2 separate regions of the Lactuca sativa genome follow, and region 2 is linked to region 1. The links are chromatin contacts, called in public Hi-C maps. All regions are on one chromosome and are shown on one strand. Each heading gives the region's core, a stretch centred on a gene start, on an enhancer-like site or on the middle of the called end of the contact. The rest is flanking DNA. Distances are from core to core; before and after follow the strand shown. Region 1 holds the start of LOC111908022 (probable 1-deoxy-D-xylulose-5-phosphate synthase, chloroplastic). Region 2 holds the start of LOC128126376.

The links. A called contact is a pair of places that touch in the nucleus more often than the background predicts.
Region 2: a Hi-C map of seed shows a contact between it and region 1, with 8 times the contacts expected there. The contact joins the promoter of LOC128126376 here to the promoter of LOC111908022 in region 1. A contact is called at or near these places in 2 of 4 Hi-C or Micro-C datasets (leaf and seed).

What each region holds. Positions count from the first base shown.
Region 1 is chr5:75,014,278-75,020,438 of Lsat_Salinas_v11, forward strand. It overlaps LOC111908022 (probable 1-deoxy-D-xylulose-5-phosphate synthase, chloroplastic), which reads right to left and starts at 3,593. Exons shown (of 11, transcript XM_052764182.1): 1 at 3,114-3,593; 2 at 2,518-2,637; 3 at 2,241-2,405; 4 at 1,240-1,390; 5 at 833-1,101; 6 at 1-27. The coding sequence starts at 3,281.
Region 2 is chr5:75,446,990-75,453,150 of Lsat_Salinas_v11, forward strand. LOC128126376 reads right to left here and starts at 3,261. Exons shown (of 3, transcript XM_052764186.1): 1 at 2,989-3,261. LOC111908021 reads left to right here and starts at 4,614. Exons shown (of 11, transcript XM_052764189.1): 1 at 4,614-4,966; 2 at 5,479-6,161. The coding sequence starts at 5,514.

The DNA of each region.
Region 1 (6,161 bases), core at 2,343-4,842:
ACCCTTACCAATTCTCTTTGTTAAACCCTACAAGATTACATTTTTGGAGCTTAGATTCATAGTACAGTTGAAAAACATAACTTTAAAGATATTAAAGTTAGTCTTGCACTATCTAAAATCTTTATGTTGTGTGAAAAACAATGAAATTTGTTTATGCAACATGAAGGACTTGTTGTAAAGTGTTGTAACCATTTGTCTAAATGTCTAATTAGGGTGGTAAAAAGTGTTTTTTGGAGCTTAAATTCATTTCTCTAATTCTATTTTGTCTAATTACAGATATTCACCAATTGGATCTTGATCCCCTGTTTTACATCATTTATGAGCATGTGATATCTCAACCAACTATCAAAAGTGTATATTAAACTATGTGTCTAGTCTAAGTGTTTAACATTACATTTTTATTGAAAGAACATGAGTTGATGCATTTGGTTTGCGGAATTTTTTTGAAGGAATTGTGAATTGCTAAAGGAATTGGAATCTGAAGGACTTGGAATATGAAGGAATTGAATACTGTCATGCTTTTGGTTGGCAGGAAATGGAATGGAATCTCTGAGCAAGAAGAGGGAAAGCAGAATGAGAAATTCTAGGGTTAAAAGGGTATTTCGGTATTTTTAACAAGGGAATGGTGGGAATCCAACTCCAAGAGTTTTAGGATAGAATATTGAAATCCATTGGCCAAAGGAGGAAATCAATTGTGTACTCATGTTCAACCAAACATGGGATTGGAATGGAATTGAATTCCAATTCCAGCCAAATCCCATGGAATCCAAACACCTTCACTCTTATGAAATTGCAAAATCCCAAGCAATACTTGATGTAAAGAAAATAATACCTTAGCAACTTCTCTCCACTTCCTGAACAATTTGCTAGATTGCAACTTGCTTAAAGTACTCGAGAGTGCATTAATTGGTGTTTTAGGTGACTCCTCAAGTTTTGGATGCAAAGATTGACGACTATCATTTAATATTACAACCATATCTGAATCCAAATAGCCTGCATTACTCATAGCCTCATAAAGCTGTCCAGCCATAGTGCTTTCATTACTTATCACTGCAACTACTCGGTCTCTTTTCCCTTTAATATCTCTTGCAATCGCCATTCCTGTGTTCAAAACACCATCCTACTTTTCAAACTGGTTATTTTGTGTAAAATTTGACCAAAGTTGGATGCTTTTTATAATGGTTTTTAAAGTATATTGAGTAGATTGGAAATGAAGTGAAAGTGTGTTGAAAAATATACCGAGTCCAGCAGAAATGCTGTTGCATCCATGTCCTGAACCAAATGGATCGAATTCACTCTCTGAACGTGAAGTATAACCAGAAATTCCATCTTTTTGTCTAAGGGTATGCATAAGTGATCTCCTTCCAGTGAGAATCTTATGTGCATATGTCTGTTCATGTTTCAAAAATATAACAACATGCTTTTATTATCTATCATAAAGGGTATCATGGTGTATCCATGATCATACAAAAAGCACCAAACTTCATCAAGTTTTTATGTTAATGTTAGAACTTAGAAGTATTAAAGGGAAAGTTTCAATGAATAACAACATACTTCACTTCATTTCTAATTTGTTTGAAACCTGTACAATGCTGCTGAAATGGCTGAAAGTCTGTTATAACCTTTTTCAAAAGTTGGATGGCTTTAGTAATGATCTTTAAAGTCTTGTGATTAAACTAGAAATGAAGTGGAAGTGTATTGCTATCTATTGCAATTTGACAACTTTTAATATCAAGAATTTGAGATAGAATAATCATATTGCATTTGTATCCATCATCATAAGTTCACCAAACTTCATAATCTTTTATGTTGGAACTATTAAAAGGAATTGCAATGATTTTCAACGTACTTTCACTTCATTTCAAATTTTATTAAAACTGTTGTACCTTACAATTGATTATTTTGGGTACTTTTGAAAAGAAACCTATAAAAATCTGACGTGGTTGAATGACTTTTATAATAGTTTCTAAAATTGGTAGGTTTCAGTAACAATCTTCAAAGTCTTGTGATCAAACTAGAAATGAAGTGAATGGGTGTTGCTATTTTTTGCCAACTTTAAAATTCAAGAATTCAAATACAATAATCATATTGTATTCATCATCATAAAAGCATCAAATTTCATAATCTTTCATGTTAGAACTATTAAAGGGCAAATTGCAACATCACTTTAAACTAAAGTGAAAGTACATTGTTATTTATTGAATTTGCCAAAGATACAATGACCATAGAAACATCCTTACTTGCTCTCCAGCATCCCACAATATCTTGTCCATGGGTGCAGAAAACACACGATGTATAGCAATAGTCAACTCCACTACTGACATGCTTCCCTTCACGGATTTTTGAGTTTTATTCATTATAAACAACAACTCTGAGCGAATATCATCAGCCAATTGTTTCATTTCCTACATAGAGCTTGGTCAGCGAGTGATGACAAAATACGCAAAAAGAATATATAAAGGGTATTTAAAGGGTATTTTGGTCATTTAGATGACAAAAAGTAAGAAGTTACTAAACCTTGTGAGATAGGTTCTTTAAGTGCAAGGGGCATTCAACTGTATCAAGTATAGGTGTTGGGGGCTTTTCCGGAAACAAATCGCCTATTTTGGGTAGAGAACATACACGACCTACACATCCCTGTATATAGAAATGACACTTTGCATTAATGAGATGAGGAGGGCATTCTCGTCTTTTGCATACACAAGAGATTGAAAGTAGGTTCATATTCCAACTTTTTGGGTAGGAAAAAATATTACTAACTATACATGCCTTCAATGAGTTGATGATCTAATTATGATCCCTCAAGTAATAATAATCACTTTGAAAAGCACATATGAACACCCCTAACATATATTAAACTGTATAACATAATTTAGTAGCAATTAAGTACTTTTCATAAATAGTTTAACACTAGTCAACGTTCATTCACCCACCCCCAATGAGAATTAAGCATCAAGAATAGACATATGAATACGATTAGAATAATAAGCAAAAACAAGTTACAAACAATTCTAAAAGGATAACCTACGACTTGAAATTGTTGATGTAAGTGAGTCGATCCTAAATTGTGAATATAAATAATAACAGAAATGACGAACATGAAAGTAGCATACCTTGGAGCAAATTGACGAACCCAAGCTAGGTTTCAAGCTGATTTTGAAGAATTCCCCATTACAATGAAAATTAACACTTGAAGACTCCGATTTAGAAGGAAAATTTCTTGAATTTTCATGAAATTGAGCATTGACGCCCAAAGAACAATGTGCAGAAGCAGTCGTCATTATCAGAAATGACGAGAACCCTCCTCACGAAACAGTGATTGCAATTGAGATATGATCAGACACGTTAATTACAAAACAAATGAACAAGAATGAGGATCGCTGGTGGATATTTTGATGAATCCGAGGGAAAATATACTATATTAAAACAGGAGAATTATATGTTTAGAAGAAATTAGGGTTGCTGCGTGTTTGAACGTGCATCAGTGAAGTGAAGGAATAGATTCCATAAGACTGTAGATTGTGTACATAGTTTTGTTTGATAAAATGGAGAATGCCAATTTTGTATGGAAAGCCGGCCCCTCTCACGATAGGATATTTTAGGCTCCCACGATCAATACAAATGGCCTCTTTAAAACGATTATAATTTGATATTAAATTTTTTCATAAAGATTCTTCATTATTGAGCTCATTAACTTCTATCATAGTTGGCATTAAAAATATGTAAGAAAACCACGATACATTTTGACAAAACAACAAAAGAAACTATAAATTTGGTCAATGTAGCGGTTAACTTTCCATTTTCTTTTCTGCTTTTTTTTTTTTTTTTTACAAAACTGCAAAATTGGTCCCTATGGTATTCAAAAAACTGTGGATAAGGTCCAAAAAGTTTCCGACTTGCATGGAAGGTCCAAAATCAAGATTTTTCCGTGATTTTGATCCTAAATTTAAGAAATTTTCGTAGTTTTGGTCCATGGAACACTTGAATTGACTGTTTTGCCCTTTTAGATTCTCTTGGTATTTTTTTATAACTTTTATTTTGTAAGTATTAATGAAAAAAAGAGAAGAATTATGCTCGTCCACCCCATCATTCCATATGTACCTCCACCCTCTCTCTCTCTCTCTCTCTTCACCATCTTCCCAATCTATCTCGTTTTTTCTCCCCAGAATTCTAATCTGCAACATGATGCCCCCATCAAACTCGTTCACTTCACCATTTCTTCACCTAATCACAAACCAAAACACCCTAAAACCAAATCCATCAAGAAAAGTCGAGATTACAACACCTAGCACCCTGTCTACAACGACGTTAGAATGCCTAACTTGGGTAATTGTGTGTCTAAAATATTTCATGAGCTGAGGAAGAAAAAACAGATATGGCTCGGGACATATCGAGCCATTTTGTCACCATCGACGCCTCACTCCACCGGTCTTCTGCAACCTCATGTCTCTTCCTTGTGCAGCCGACATCCAGGTGCACCGCCTGACCTAGCCGTCTTTCTCCTCCTGTCCGATTCTGATGTCGGAGTCAACCCCAACGTCGCCGCCGTCTTTCCTACATTGCATTCTTCTTTCTGACCACTTCCTTCTCCAGGTAACAACCTCATTGTATTTTCTAGGGTTCATGAAATCTGATTTCAAAATGATGAAATCAAAATTTTCTTTTTTGTGAATTTGTCTTATGAAACCACATTGGTTATGTATTATTGTTGAAATTTGTTGAAATGTGCTTTCGCAAAATGCTTCAAATTGTTGTGTTGTAATTTGATTTAATTTAGATTAAAACTATTTCTAAAAAGAATTGTTCTTGAATAAATACCATGTGTTCATCAATTATTATAACTAGGTTTGTTTGGAAGAAATTATCCAAGAACGTTGACAGCAAACTTGATGACTAAACTTCTGTTATTTGACTTTTTATTTTTGTTGAACTGATAATCTAGAGAGAAGAGATAGACTCACAGCTGAGAGCAGACTTGAGAGTTGATTTTTCTTGAGTTTACATGTGATCGATTCAAGAAGAAAAATGGCTACATTTTTTTTGCTGATGTTGAAGAACACATTCGGACACACCAGATGTTTGGAAATTGGAAAAATAACCTTTTGAAATTGAATTCATATTTGGTCAATGATTTCTTATTACGGATTGGTTGTATTTGTAACTCCTTCCTTGTTCTTTCCTATGAATATAACTTAGTCATGTTCATCATTTTGTTATAAACCCACCTGCTATATTTCTTTTATACCATGCATAGCATGTGATATAATCATTGAAAAATTCTTGTTTATGTATATTGAGTATTGTGATTTAAGTCTAATGGGTGACATTGTAAACAAGTTGATATTACATGTCATGACATGTGGTATAATCATTCAAAAATTATTGTTTTATTTATGTTGTTCATGTTTTATGTTTGCTTGTGTATGATAAAAATATGTATGGTTTTTTGTGTATGTAGATCTCCAATTTTATATTTATGTTTGTTTATGTTATTAACAAGTTTTCGCAGTTTAATGTAAAGTATGGAATGAATGATGTAAATTTCAGTTTATTTTAACAGCCTACAGACCTTAAAAAACAAACAGTATTCTTCTTACAGGCTGCAGACATTTGGTCCACCTCTTCTAGTGTAGATGTCTGCAGATGTGGTACACAGACTGCATACATTTTTGCTCTAAAAAAACAAACAACACCTAACTCTTTTAAAATCAAATACATTTTTTGTGATTTTTGTCCATGCCCAACTTTAAAATGTTATTTTATTTATGGGAAACAAAAAGAAAACGAATCTCACTCTCACTCTCACTCTCACCCTTTCATCACCCTTCTCTCTTTCTTAATACACATAAAAAATATTCTCTGTCTTTTTTGTTTATGGGTTTGTTAGTGGGAAGCCAAATCAGGCCAATATGATAGGACATACCAATAAGTTTGTTAAAATGAGTCAATTTGTTTAGCTGAATCAGGTAAAAAAAAAAAGGTTGCAGCATAGTTTGTTGCTTGTTTACCCACTACGTTTATGTAAAAATTTTATTTAAATAATATAGTCTAATCATTAATAATAATAATAATAATAATAATAATAATAATAATAATAATAATAATAATAATAATAATAATAATAATTTGATGTGGTTGAGTCGAGAATATGATTGGACTAT
Region 2 (6,161 bases), core at 2,011-4,510, 430 kb after region 1:
TGGGATGTAACTTTGATAAATGTTTTAATTAAGTTATGTTTTTGGAATGATTGGATGAAGTAGCATTTGTGTTTAACTATAATGAAAAATGAAACTTTTACCCTTGGTTTTTGGGGTGTTACATTATAATCTATAACTTATGATGCGAGATGTTTCATACTATCCAAAGTTTGGATCTTTGTAATTTTTAAAGTAAATATAATATACAAGTTTGGATCTTGGTAAATATTTGAAGTAAATATAATTATGTTTCAATACTATACGATATAGAAGATGCAACTTTTGATCTAAATATGATACACAATGTCTATAATCTAGAAGATAATATGAATCATAAATTTTGGATCATGCATATTAATAGTTGAAATTTATGATCCTATATTTACAATCCAAAAGTTATGATGCATAATGTTGTCTATGATCCAAAAGTATAAGATATAAAAGTTTTACCTTTACCGTTACTGAAGTATTTAACTGAAGTACTTTTATAATAAGAAAGCAATAATGATCTATCTATTTATAAATTATGATTCAAAGCAATATGATCGAAAAAACATAATTAAATTTAAAATACATAATTGTATGATGCTAAAAAAATTGATCCAAAATGAAATGATGCAATTTTTTACAATTTATAATTGTAACATTCAAAAGTTTTTTGATGCAAGAAAACATGATCCGTCTTTTTTTGATCCAAAATTTCGTTATGATCAATAATATTATATATTTTATATCATAAAGTTGTATGATCCATCAATATTTCCGAATTTTTGTATTAAAAGAGTAACTTTGAGACTTAACAAAATTCCAAAACAACAAAAACAAACAAACAACAAAACAATGTATATTAGCAAACAATCAAGAAAACCCATTATAAACCAAAAGGTACTAATTTTTTAGCACACAATCAAGAAAACATGATCTAAATTTTTTATTCAAAAGTTTTTTGATGCAAGAAAACATGATCTCATTTTTATGATTCAAATTTTCTTTATAATCCATACATATTATATGTATATATATTTTATATCATAAAGTTGTATGATCCAACAATATATTATCCAACTTTTGTATTAAAGAGTAAATATGAGACTTAACAAAATTCCAAAACAACAAAACAATACATATTAGCACACAATAAAGAAAACACATTAGAAACCTAAAATTATTAAAATCTAACAATATGTCTAAACAAAGTTCTTTACAACTAAACAAAGATATAAACATAACATTTTTTGAAGCACGTCACACCCATCATTCATAACTTGCAACTAACAACAAAACATACATCATATACTTTGAATCATAAAACTTATTTTTTTGCATATTTTGGATCATAGAACATAAAAATAAAATACAAAAAATAGATAAATCTGATGAATATGATAGTAAGATTAACAAAATAAAATATTATAAAGGTCTATAAACACATTCAATCATAAGTGTTCTAAAAAGGTTTAATGTTCAAGTGGAGGAACCAAAAACGTTCAAAAACTACATCAAAGACATAAAAACATTGTTCAAATACATAGGTATTCCATGAAAACAACTACCTAACTGTCTCAACCATACCATCTATATTATCCAAATTCTCAAGGCTATAAATGACTTTCTTGAATATTTTTTTATTTTTTAAGATTTGAGACTTTTTTTTGTGGATTTTTTGTATGGCCACACTTCTTTCTTCCTCTTCAGTAATTATGTACTAACAACAAAATAATAATAAAAAAACTATTCAAACAAAGCAACAACAACTATGATCCAATTTTTTAAGCACATTCTACTTTTCTAGTATTAACTAAAAATTTTCAGACAAATACTAAGAATAACATGATAATAGATCTAGATCATGGCAATACCATAAGAATTTTGCATCATCAAAATAATATTAGTAATGTGATTTTATATAATAATATGAGTATAATTATTTGCAATATTTAAAATTCAATAATTATATAAAATAGAAATCATTAACCATTTCACAAGTCTTTATAATTTCAAAGTACAATGGTGTAATAGCAAGAACTTAAAGTAGGATGCTACAATGAACAAATAAGTGAAAATACATTGTTATTTCTTGCATTCAACCCTTTCATTTATTATGATAAACATTAAATTGTAGATTTCAAGTAATGGCAAGAGAGATGCAACAAGCATTGTATAAAATGGGATTTCCATTAACAAAAAAAACAATTATGAAAGTAGGATGCTACAGTAAACTAATAAATGTAAGTATATTACTATGTTTGATACTTTCATCCTTTATTTTAGTGGATTCAAATTTTTATAGAATGATTTTTAAATAAATCAAATCACGATTCAATATGATTTTCAAGGTTATTATAAGGTATAGTTCCTTTCATGTTAATAGTATATTTGTTAGTAGTAATCCCATCAATTATCTGTATATTATCATGTTATCTTCACCTTGAACTATAACATAATGGTATTTTAGTTTCTAAATGTATCTAGCACTCATTAAATCTATAATCACAAATTTCTATCTTAACATTTTAACTAAATTTATGATACACGATCTATTTGACCTCTACATCAATACACTTTGTATTCCATATTAAGATGGTATCTGACATTTTTATAAAAAATTAATTTCAAGGAAAAACCAATGGTTGTTTTCATAAGAAACTACATCAGTACTTATCATATATATAAACAAATGAAAAGAAAACCAAAATCTTTAAGAATTCAAAATTTCCATATGTTGTTTCTTTGAGACATTATATCGAACAACTGATAAGCATCATTATATTAAGCTTCAGTTTGATGCATTTATCTAACTTCTTTATCCAGAAAGTTGTTCAAAACACAAAAACTTAAAAGAATTGATATGAATTTCATAAATATTAAATATTAAATCAACAAGAAGATGGGTTCAAATTGTTACACCCTGGTTTTACCAACATATCACATTACAAACTCAAAAAATTGAACTAATAAAACATAAGCACAATAATAGAGTTTTGTTACCTGCTCTCATGATAAATTTGTATGTTAAATCCAATCTTAAATAGTATTATTCACTCTTGGATGAACGATTGCAAATTTGTAAACTTTATTAGGGTTTTGATGCAGCTTTGGATGGACAGTCGAACCAAAATAAAGCTAAACCATGGAGATTCAAAGGCGATTTTAAGAATCTACATAGATTTCTGAAGCGATTGATGCTTGAATGATGATCGAGAATGGAGAATGGAGAAGAAGAGAGTAGAACGAAGGATTTTCAGCTTGAATGTAGATGGAAACGTGAATGAGGGTTTCACTTGCGTATTTACCAAATTGCCCTAAAGTATTTTACCCTTGATAGGAAAAGCATTAGAAGTTCATCATAATTTCCTAAATGCCACCGAATTTTTGAATTAAAAAATAAATAATTCCAATTAATCCCAAACACTCATTTTCAAAGGGAATGGTCCAAATTTGTTCGGGAAATTATTGAAACTGATTTGATATTTTTGTTAATTATGGAAGACTTTTTAGGGTTTTGTATTTTTAGTAAATGTTTTATTTTTTCTATATATAGTCATTAGCTTAGCTTGTGATGTAAGCTTTTTCCTGAAAATGTTTTGAAAATGTTTCTCTGTACGTCAATTTCCAAATCAATGAGATACAAAAACTTTGACAGATTACTTACAACTTTATGGTGATTGATTCATGATTGTTCTTTAGATTCCGCATTCGTCATCTCGTTTTTCAACTATATATATATATATATATATATATATATATATATATATATATATATATATATATATATATATATCCCAATCCTCAAATCTGACCAATCCCTAAAACCGACCAGGTTCACAGTCCGTCCTACGACCGTTGAACTGGGGATCTTAATATTAGATCACACAAAAGCTTCAAATTTTGATCTCGAATCGCAATGCACCAAAAATCTCGCTAAACATCCAGAAAAATAGAGTCTGAAAGTAAATAGTTTGGATTAGGAGAACATTTCGCAATTCCAAATATTTGATTTGTGAAATCAAAAATCAGTGCCACATCACATAACTAAATAAATCTTCATTTTCAAATGTCTCTAAAATCCAAAATCAAATAATAAAATCAAGTTTAAAAGCTCATGATTTTCCTCCTATTTTTTTTTATCGAAGCAAGAGTTTAGGCTAGTGACGTTGTGAAGGCAGCGACGTTGTCCTCCGTCCCAAACGACGAAGACGATGGTGGTCCATGGCAAGCGATGACGACGCTACGATAAGAGAAGGAGAAGGTCTGATGAGTAGCCTTCGTCGTCTGAGATTCAATGATATATTTTGTTGGTTTAGCATTTAAAAGTGTATGAGAGAGAGAGAGAGAACACTAATTTTTCTTTTTTTAGTTATTGTAGTTAAAAGAAATAGAAAATATAAATATAAATAACAAAATCGTAATTTTTAAAAAAATCAAACTAAATGGGACAAAACATGAAAAAAAACCGAAAAATTTAGTTCGGTGGTGCTAATTCAAAAATTGTTTGGACTAAAATGAGAATTTTTAAACAACCAGAGGACCTTTTTACAATTTAATCTTTCTAAATCTGTAACTATTATATCTATATTATATATAGTTTATTGAGATCGAGATGTATTACTCTTTCTTTTTAAATTTCCGTTTGCATTCCAAGAAGTTGACTTTTGTCGCCAATTTTGCTGCTGTTAGATTGTGTTGTAGACGAAGGGACTGGGAAGGGATTCGATTTGGTCATCCTCATAGTCTTCACAAAATCGATCCATAAGGGTGGGAGTTTGGTTGCGTAATCTTCATTTTATGAACCAGTGAACAGTCTATCGAGATTTCATCTAAATCGCAGGACATCGGCCACCACAACATCGAAAATGTTTGCAAATCAGCAGTTAATCGTTCTTTATAAAGCATTAGGATTTATTCGATTTCCTGGTACTAATTTCTATTCGATTTCCTAGTACTCATCAAAAAACGATATTGCAAGGTTAGCATCTCTTTACCTGTACATGTTCTTCTTTGTGCGTGTTTGTTACTCTATTGTGGTTCATGAATTTTTTCGCATCTCAATTGGTGAACTGCAGTTATAACTTTTGATTTCAATTTCAAGTTTAACGTCTAATCTGATCAACCAACCTGTAATGTATCTTTGATATATTGGGATTTTCAGTGGTATGTTTGTTAGTAATGGGATTAGAAATTTCAAATTAAAACCAAAAACAAATGTGTGAAGGCCAATGGTTTTGGGGACGTTTTGTTTGTGGCTAATCTCTATGTCCAATGTCAAGAGTTGGTTGATCTTGTAAAAAGTTAGGATAAATCTTCCTTTTCCCTGACTTTCTATGTTAATTAGTTGTTTTTTTTGGTTATATTTTATTGGGAATTTATTTTTATGCTGTCCCTGACGAAAATTTCTTGTTCCGCCCTTGGTTTGTTAATCTTTTTGGCTTTATATATCATCAGTGAAACTGAAACCTCATCATCCTTGTGCCTTTGCAGTTGTTATAATCTGTTTTCTTGAAAACAAACAAATCATGTCGTTCCTGGAAAAGTTTGGTCACTTAAGAATTCCACTGGAAGAGATAAGAGGAGCAACAAACAACTTTGCTGCAAAATATTTAATTGGGCGTGGTGGTTCTGGAAAGATCTACAAAGGAGTGCTCATCCGGCCAGGAGGCTCTGTCAGGGTCGCATTCAAGTTGCTTGATAGAGCATTCGTCCAAGGATCATCAGACTTCTGGAACGAGATTATCCTTCTTTCTGAATGTCGACATGAAAATATCATAAACTTTGTTGGCTTCTGTGATGAGGGGAACCAGATGATCCTTGTCTACGAGTTTGCAAGAAACGGAAGCCTCGAACTACATTTACGTAGCGCTGACCTCACTTGGTTGAAGCGCCTCCAAATTTGCCTTGGTGCAGCTCGTGGCTTAAGTTATCTTCATAACCAACAGAGAATCATTCATCGTGACTTGAAGAGCGCACATATTCTATTAGACCAAAATTGGCATGCAAAGATAGCTGATTTTCGGTTATCCAAATTTGATCCGGCAAGTATGATGAATGCTTTCCTTTTTACAGATATGGTTGGTACACTCGGCTACATGGATCCTCTGTACATTGAAACTGGTCTTCTAACAAAAGAGTCAGACATTTACGCTTTTGGGATTGTATTAATGGAA